Linked DNA regions of Ovis aries: region 2 is linked to region 1. A link is a contact called in public Hi-C data. All regions are on one chromosome and are shown on one strand. Each heading gives the region's core, a stretch centred on a gene start, on an enhancer-like site or on the middle of the called end of the contact. The rest is flanking DNA. Distances are from core to core; before and after follow the strand shown. Region 1 holds the start of TNRC6B (trinucleotide repeat containing adaptor 6B). Region 2 overlaps TNRC6B (trinucleotide repeat containing adaptor 6B).

Region 1 (4,518 bases), core at 1,088-3,587:
TTTAATTAAATAGGGAAGAAATTAAAACAAAGCTTAGATGTAACACCAGCAAAAATGCTAATCTCTAAAAAATTAAGAATGAGTTTCATTAATTTTTAAGTTAGATATGAAGAACCTTATCATCAGTCACATTTCCTTTTCCTATCCCTTTCTGCTTCTCAGTGTCCTTTCTGAATTTCTTCCTCTGGATAATTTGGGAGGGGGTGCAAAATGGAACATACATAGTGTTTGAAATCAGACTGAAGACTAAACCGATGCCCTTTAATTCCTAGCTCTATGGCTTTTGGAGGCTGTTTTTCCCATCCATAAAACAGTAATGATACCGACCTCACAGGCTTGAGGTAAGTACTAGGTAAAAAATATAAGCAGGTTGGCATAGGCAAAGCACACCAAAAAAAAAGTTAGCTAACGTTATCATTACCATTTGAACAAATGGCACTGTTCTGATTTAAAAGATTTTTAAGTGCTTCCATTTGAATGAGGACAAAAATATTTCCCAATCCACCTCCCAAAGGGCATGACATTTATGTGCTACCTTAGAAAAGCCGCTTGGGAATTTCTTCTCCTTTAGTCCCATCAGAAACTCTTCTGCTCAAATGTTTGGGACAAACACTTAAAAAGAGTCAAGAACTAAAAAATTATTTTAAAGGCATCACATCATCACTGTATTCTAAGTGGAACAAACCAGTCTGATTCGTGTTCTGGATACTTGCCTTAGTGTATGGACCTACTACATTCACGACTCTTCTACTACCTATCTAGTGAGACAACGCACACGGTAGAGGTGTCAACGTGCTGAAAGTTCTGCTTTTTAAGAGCCATTTACGTAACACTACCAAAAGCTAAACATAGTGCCAAAGCCACCCGAATCATTAGGAAACTATCATCCCATTGAAATTCCCCACAACTAGGAAGAAAACAGCCGCTATTGTTAAACTTGCACAAAATGCTAAAATGTAAGATTTCTATATATCTTATTTCTGTGTGCTTAACTACTGGGGGAGGGGAACAGTAATTAACAACGTTTTATTCACTGACTATGGAGAAACATCTCTGGCTAATTTTGTTCTATATTTTGCCTATACTGTAAGCAAATCGCCAACTTGAATTCACCTTATGCCTGGCTTCAACCTTTAGCACCGAGGCTAAAAAGTAATAGTGCAGCCGGCAGATACGTGAAAAAGCAGGGAGCCTGAAAAGACCTAGACTAACTCCTGGTGTTCAAAGAACCGAGGATGGGCTGGGCCTTAAGGTCACTGACAAGAGGCTACCATTATTGGGTGTCTTCAGCCACTACATAGTCCATTTCAGCCCACTGTGGAAACCCACTAGTTTGAAACCAAGGGCGCAGGACCAGGGAATGGCAGAAAACACTTTTGGCTGGTCGTCCGATGATAGTCTCCTCGCCCTCCGTTCCCTGGGGAAGAGTTAATCGACTCTTAGGAGGCCACACAGGCAGGGCTCCGGGGTGAGGGGTGGAGTTGGGACCCCCGGCCAGGGTTGGGCAGGGGAGCGCATTCACTCTGTCACGCAGGTCCTGCACACAGGTGGGGACAGGGAGGCTCCGAGGCCTGACGCGCAAGGGGCCCCGACGCGCCTCCGTGGGCCTCGGCTCTCCGCCGCGATGGGGACCCCTCCCGGCCTCGAGGTGCCCCGGCGACGGGAAGCGAACTCGACTTGACCGGCCCACCCGGAAGCCCTCCCCCAGCTCACACCTGCCGGCGCGTGACGCCCGCCGCCGCCGCGTGCGCCCGCCCGCCCCGACCCGGCCATTCCGGGCGCCCCTGCCCCGAGCGCGGACCTCGCCAGCGTCCCTCCCCGCCCGGGGGTCAAACCCACCAGACGCCCGCCCCGCGGAGCGCGCGCCCAACGCCGCCGCCCCCGCCGGCCCCGCGCGCGCTCACGCCCCTCCCGGCCCTCTCCCCGCCGCGCGCGCTCACTCGCGAGGACACGCACACGCTGCACCTCAGCTTGACAGGCCGGCCCCGCGCCGCGCGCTCCCGCGGACGTCCTCGCCCACCCGGCCGCCCGGCTCTGACTGGGCGGTGAGCAGGGGGAGGGGAAGGGCGGCGGTGGCCGTCGGTCCTCACTCACCGCCGAGCCGTGCCGGCTCCGAGTGCGCGGCGTTCCGCTGTGAGGCGATGCGCTGCGATGCGCGCGGTCCCCGCTCCTTCGCAGGCTATGGAGGCGACGTAGTAGGGGGACTGAGAGGCTCGGGGGAGGGGGTCAATCCCTCCCGCTTCACCTCCGAGAAACACGGGGACCCCAGAAACTAAAAACAAAATAAACAAACTTTCCCCTCCGCCTCCCTCCCCCAAAACCACAACACAAACACTCGGGGCCCCGCCCAGAGCCCCACTCCATTGGCCGCAGGGAGGATGCTGCCGGCCCTCACTGGCTGGCTTTTGTGCCCGTCAAGCTGCCGTTCCGCCCCTCCAATGCCTCGCCGCAGCCGTCGCCCCTCATTGGTCAAATGCGTTCCGTTTGACGAGCTAGGATTGGCTGAGCTGCCTGCGCCAATCATTCGGGGACACACCCCCTCAGCATCCCAGAGGCCGCTTCCTCGGTCGCGGACGCGGAGAAGCGAAGGGGAAACTAGAGCATGATGGCGGCCGAGCTCAGTTGGCGCAACCATCGTCTTTTTCCTTTTATTAGTTCATTAGTGCCTCGCCCTCGCGCTGTTCCCCCTAAGCTCCTCTCTTCATCCAGTACTGCCTAATAACGGAATCTATACGTCCCGGCTCCTTGATTTATCCCCTCAGAAGTGCTGAGTGTGGGCTGGTTGTGAGTCATTGGACTGTCAGCATGTCACTCGTTAGTCAAATCTTCAAACTATTGGTGGAACGGCAAGAAAGCCCGTCCAACAACAAGGGCTAATGCCATTGGTTTGTCTCCACCAAGTTCTTTCCTGGTACCTTATTGGGCAGATAGGCGCGTCGGTCAGCTTCGCACTGTTAATTGTTTGCTAGGCCGTTTGGATGACTGTTCATTTGGCCTGTAGTTGGAAATAACGATTACCCGCTTGCGTACCGCTTGCGTGCCCACTTTGTGCCAACTGTGCAGAGTTCTTTACAAGGACTATCGATTAAAGCTGTGAGTTATAGGTTCTCTAAATTTTACAGACGAGACACTAAAGCTCCAGAGTGGTTAGGATATTTGCCCAAGGTCACCTAGATAGAAAATAGTTCGTAGACCAACATTTGGTCCCAGATCTGACTCCAAAGCCTAAGCTCTTTTCACTGTACTTTAGTGTCTCCCTTAGTCTAGAATCGTTCCTGTCAGCCAACCCTGCATCTTCAAAAGGTTTCATTCAGAGCCTAAGGTCCTCAGTTTCTGGAGGTGACACTGTTGGGGACTAAAGCTATGGATAGGTTATCATTGCCTCCACTGTATCTTCTCCAGCACGCATTCCTCCCACCCTAAACGAAACAGTCTTGGTGTTTCCTGACCGGAAGCCCATTTACCTTTATGGTCATTTTCTCCACTTTGTAAATAAATGAATACTTCTACCAGCCTTCTGTTTCAAGCCTACCTTCCCAACTCCCACCCATCCATCTCCAGCTCACTCTTTTCTGAGAGAATCTTGAAGAGCCAGAAACAAGGAGAGCATCCAAAGAGGGAAAGAGAATAAATCGGTTTAGGAATAATTTACTGTATGCAAATAGAACAGCCCTTTCTGGAAAGCTTCCAGAGTAGCCCCTGATGCTGTGCAAGAGGTGTGTTTCTGGCTCCTGGCCATTGAATTCTTTCCTGTGGCAGCTTTCAGCAAAGTGAATCCAACATTCCAGCCAGGGGAGGGCAGAATGCTTAGGACTCAGTGCCAGAGAACCAGCCCCAGGCTCTGGTACTGAAATGATCTTCAGGAGCACAGTGCTGGACTCGGGCCCACATTCCATCTCGGGTAATTAACATTTTACCATCCCAAATCCCCATCCCCGTAGCTTCAGTAGGATCACTGCCCTTGTTTCATCTCCTGATCCAAGCTGTTGTGTAACCACACTGGCACTGCTTTAATAATAAAACAACTACTGTAACACAGAAATAGTGCTCAACACTTATAGCTTTTCAGCAGAGGAAGATAAGTGTTTCACAAACATCAATTAACATTAAATGGCAGGTATTCCCAGGGCAACTGCCAGCAGGACAGAAGAAAAATCATGAGTCGAGGTCTAAGAAAGGTCCTAGGAACCTGAATCCTTAAAATTATATGCACATACCCCACACTAGCATTCCAATGTGAGAATAATTCTGAACCATAAAACAAAATGAGTGAGAAATGGTCAGGGTCCAAAACCTTCCTTATCTTCATGGTTGATTGTTTGAAACTCTTATTTTAACCCTTAAACTAGCACTTGATTTTATAATTAATTGTTAGACACATCTGTCTCCGCAGCTGAGCTTTTTTGTTGTTGTTCAGTCGCTAAGTCAGGTCCGACTCTGAGACCCTGCATACTACAGCATGCCAGGCTCCTGTCCTCCACTATCTCCCAAAGTTTGGTCAAATTCATGTCCATTGAG
Region 2 (4,406 bases), core at 1,048-3,547, 240 kb before region 1:
GGATAATCTAAAAAATAAACGTGAAAAACAAAGCTACCTAGTCTTGCATTTCCTGGTGTAATTACTAGACACCAGAGAATGCAAATGAAGCCAGAGACTGCCGAACAGGAAAACTGGTGCTGGATAAACATGAGGGGTTTTACTTATTTACCTGTGGTGTTATCCCGCAGAAGTTGGTGGTCAGTATCTACAATGGGAGATGTGGCTGTACCCCCCAGCACACTTCCTGGAGTGACATAGGGGTCAGATTCAGGGTCAATGTTTTGGATACCTTTCCATGGCACTCCTGGTTGGAATTCTGAGACAAGGAGAACAAATATTAGATTGAGGTAAGAAGTTGTTCAAAATATGGTCAAGTAATTTTTTGATACAACAAATCGGTCTAAGAAAAGTCTAAATTCTGAAGCTATTTTAGCTCAGATTTTCATCATTAAAAAAAAAAAGCCAGCCTGAACACATGCTTTGCCAGCAGCTCTCCTGTGCTGCCACCACACGCTCACCTACTTCCCCTCTGTGCCTGTGAACTTGATGCCAGCGAGAGTGAGGGTCTGGGGAAGACCCTGCTCCTGCCCTCCCGGCTCCCAGGCCAATTCAGGCCTGAGGGCAGGGAGGCAGGCCTGAATAGTGTGGTGCTCAGGACAACTGTGGGGACATCAAGGTGAAAACTGGGAGAGTATCTGAGCTGGAGAGGAGATACTTCTGCTTTATCTCACCGGGAAACTGGCTCAGATGCACAAAAGAAAACACAGATGATTGCTACTCCTGGAATGACCAGGGAAAACCAACAGGAATCATTTGGCTTATCATCAGAAGGCCTAGAATATATGTGTTTACAATTTCTTTACATCATATTTAAAGCTTTATATCATATTTTATATATCATATATATCTTTATATATTTAAATCATATGACAGAATAAACTTTTATATTCCAAATCATGAGGAAGAACGGTATGTAGTATACATGAATAATATGCATTAATAGAGACTATATGTATTCATAGCACAAATAATAGTATATAGAAAAAGGTTAAGGACACAGACTAAAACTCATTTTTATTTTTGGTTTAGTAAAAATTTCAAACTTTTCTACAATGAAAATAGATTACATGTATCAGAATAAAAGAGGAAAAACAGCAAATACTCTCACTGCTCTACAAGTCTACATCCCTAGAATCTGGTAATAAATACTTGGTGAATGAAAAACGAATCAATTCACTGGACATTTCAGAAGAAGTCAGGTTACAAGGCATCCTTTGCACAGATGAATGCCAAGTCCTGGCTCCAAAGTCCCCTTCTTGCATCCTCAGACTGCACTCCCCTAACTCCCTTTGACCCGTCTGTGCCCATGCTGTATCTACCACTCAGTAACCTGTCTTGCAGGTGATCAGCATCCACCCTATCTTCCTGACTGAACTCTACAGATCGAAGACCACCTCTCCCCACCCCATGAAAATCTGCTATCTTTCCAAAGAAACGCAGAAAAAATTAACTAGATGAAAAAAATCAACGTGGGTGGCAAAAAGCAATCTGTTCAGAACCTGAAATTAACAATTACAAAACAAATGACACCCCAAACACAAAACGACCATTTTCTGGACGGTAGTACCTGGAGGCCAACTGGCATTGCTAGATTTACTTCCGATTTTATTTGTTGGTGGAGATTTGGCAGGTAACCAGCTATCACCAGCAGGACCCGTATGGCCACCCAGTGTGTCACCTGGGATGATGTCAAACTGGTTGTACGGTGACCCTCCTCGGGTCTTACCAGGGGCCACGATAGCGACTGAGAAAAAAGAGAGGTGATAAGTTCACAGCAGAAAGGACTCCTATGAACAGAACTTGCTGAGCTTTCATTCAGAGGAACTCACAGTCTCCAGGATCTGGTCCTGGAACGAGGTGTTCACACGTGAGAGGCAGTGCGTCATTAGGAAGCAGGATGGCCACGACAATCCGTCTCACCTTCCTGGCTTCTCAGTCTGCACTGCTGCACACAGCACTGCTCTCATTTCTGAGTGCCCCTTTCAGTTTAAAACTCCACGGTCTTACGAAATTAACTTGAGAAACTTTCATAGACTATGAATCACACCATCATCCCCACCACCTTTACACTAATGACTCAAGAATGAGGAGTGGGAAAAACACTAAACAATCTGCAGCACATAAAAGGGTTTTTAACTACATTTCTACGGACACCAACCCACTCAAGTCCTTAAGTGCCGATCAGGCCTAGCTTAGTGGAAGAAGCAGAGTAAACAGAGGGAGCTTGCTGGAGAGAAAAGCATCTGCAATTGCTTTAAATTCCAGAGCAGTGAGCCGGCGTTCCTGCCAACGGTCTCTGCCAGCACAAGACCAGCCATGAACTCTGCAGCGCTGAGCTCCTGGGCCCCACACACGAAGAACAGCAAATCCTTTGTAAAACTGCTCTCCTCAGAGCATTTCAGGGGTTTTGTTGGTGTCCCCCTTATGCATCTTATGTGCTGGGAGGCAAGAAAAAATAATTAAAAGCTTAGCAATCCCCTTAAACTAATAAAAAATGAGCTTTAAATGAAAACTGTGGCCTCTGTGAGGTAACATTCTACTTGTTTCTCGAATGAAGTTTACATGCCATACTGTGTTGCCTGATGTATTCTAAGGATGCAGCTTATCAACAGATAAAATTACTTCCAGGGTAAGGTATTAAAAGGTTCAGTGGTTAAGACCCTGTGCTTCCACTGCAGGGGGCATGAGTTCAACCCCTGGGTTGGGGAACTGAGATCCTGAATTCTACATGGCATGACCAAAAAAAAAAAAACCCACCCCAAAAACTTTTTCTGTTTGTTATTGATTAAAGTAATCTGCTTGGTTTGGCCTAGCACAAGTATTCTGAAAACCATCTCCATGCTCCACTAAGGACTCATCTGCTTTTCTGGAGCCACTGGTAGGAATCTGACTCAAAGGCACGTTACAGTGAAGAAGCAGAAAACGAAAAGCTCAGTTACCTTGGGGATTGGCTCAGGAAATGGGGAAAACGTGACCTGTAAGTTCTCAAATGGCAAGCGAGTATTTTACCTTCAAGACCACTTCTCATGTGCATTTATAATCACACACCTATCATGTCTTTGGGAACAAGGGTCCTGATGAATCATAAGCCTAAGGAAGCAGCCAGAGGGTCCAATGCTAGAGATGCAGAGCTTGGATTATTCAGTTCAGAAACAGACTGGACATTTCAATAAACCATTCCTGATTCTGTAATATGAAATCAAATGATGATACTTAGGGATAGCAGGCAGACAGCTCCATGGGGCCACTTCACCAGCCTCCAGAAGTGCATGTGGAAGAGCAGGTTTAGAAAAGAACCCTGAAAGGCTCCAAGCTAATGGGGCTAAGGCTCCAGGAAGCTGCTGCAGGAGCCACTCTGACACCTATTTACACTTGGTTCTCATGGATACAGATGAGTCCAAGTAAATTACTGACAAGTGAAACAAACACTGACGCAAAGGCTGCAGGAAGGCCCCAAGACCTTTTATCCATTTCACAGGGAAATGGAGATGCTCTTACACAGAATTGAGAGAGATGAAGAGCTGACCCACTTTCACGACCAAAGCCTGCAAGACCTTCAACTGCTGTCTTGCAGACACTGCAATTCATAAAGAACAAGAAAGGTTGGTGCAAAGTCCAGACCTCATGTGCTGATCGATTAGTCATCTTCAGAGATCAAAGAGTTGAAACAGTCAACATGATACATATTTACTGTGATCTCTCTCGCAGCTCCGAAAACAGATTCTGTTCTCTCAAGCAATTTATTAGGGTTTTACCCTAAGGGGAGCTCAAGTTCACTGCTACTGCTCTTGATCCTACCGCAGGTGGGAAATTTTTCTTTCCTTAAGTACAACTAGCACTTTAAGTTTCTTACAGTTTGAAATACACATAACCCCAATCTTGCTCTCATAGGTGATCATGGCAGGGGTGGGGGTGGGGGATGCAATCAAGACTGTTTAAGAAAAAGCTGAAGATCTGTGCTTCAGAACAAGCTTATAGGACCGTGTGTCAGGGCTTCTGAGGATCAAAAGAGCTTCGGGTCACGAGGCTCTGTGTGTCTTACCATTTTTGTGCATATTGGCTTCCTGTGTGGCTACAGAGGGCACCTCCATCATGGAGGTCCACTGTTTAAAGCGAGACTCTGTTCCAGCCTCCTTCCCACCAACCATGCCGTAGTCCATGCCGCCGGAGCTGAAGCCTGAAATGGAGAAGCACATTTTAGGTCTTTTTTTTAAAAAAAAAAATCAGTTTCTAGTATCAATAACCAAGAGATCTGAGGCAGAACCCATAAATGGCTTCATTCGTCACTAAAAGACCAATTCACATGAAGTTTTCTTCCCTTAGAAACAGGTGTTTTGATTCGAAATGTTGGTCTGGGCTCCTGC

The links. A called contact is a pair of places that touch in the nucleus more often than the background predicts.
Region 2: a Hi-C map of skin fibroblasts shows a contact between it and region 1, with 2.3 times the contacts expected there. The contact joins the enhancer-like site here to the promoter of TNRC6B in region 1. A contact is called at or near these places in 3 of 16 Hi-C or Micro-C datasets (omental adipose tissue, skin fibroblasts and tail adipose tissue).

The regions. Positions count from the first base shown.
Region 1 is chr3:217,222,275-217,226,792 of ARS-UI_Ramb_v3.0, reverse strand. TNRC6B (trinucleotide repeat containing adaptor 6B) reads right to left here and starts at 2,337. Exons shown (of 25, transcript XM_060413567.1): 1 at 2,095-2,337.
Region 2 is chr3:217,461,307-217,465,712 of ARS-UI_Ramb_v3.0, reverse strand. It overlaps TNRC6B (trinucleotide repeat containing adaptor 6B), which reads right to left. Exons shown (of 25, transcript XM_060413567.1): 18 at 4,085-4,219; 19 at 1,610-1,786; 20 at 152-298. Among named protein-coding and RNA genes, the nearest start is that of ADSL, 29 kb to the left of the region's middle. Within about 2 kb of position 2,297, at least 13 of the 54 cell types and tissues checked have an H3K27ac peak or open chromatin away from gene starts, as enhancers often do.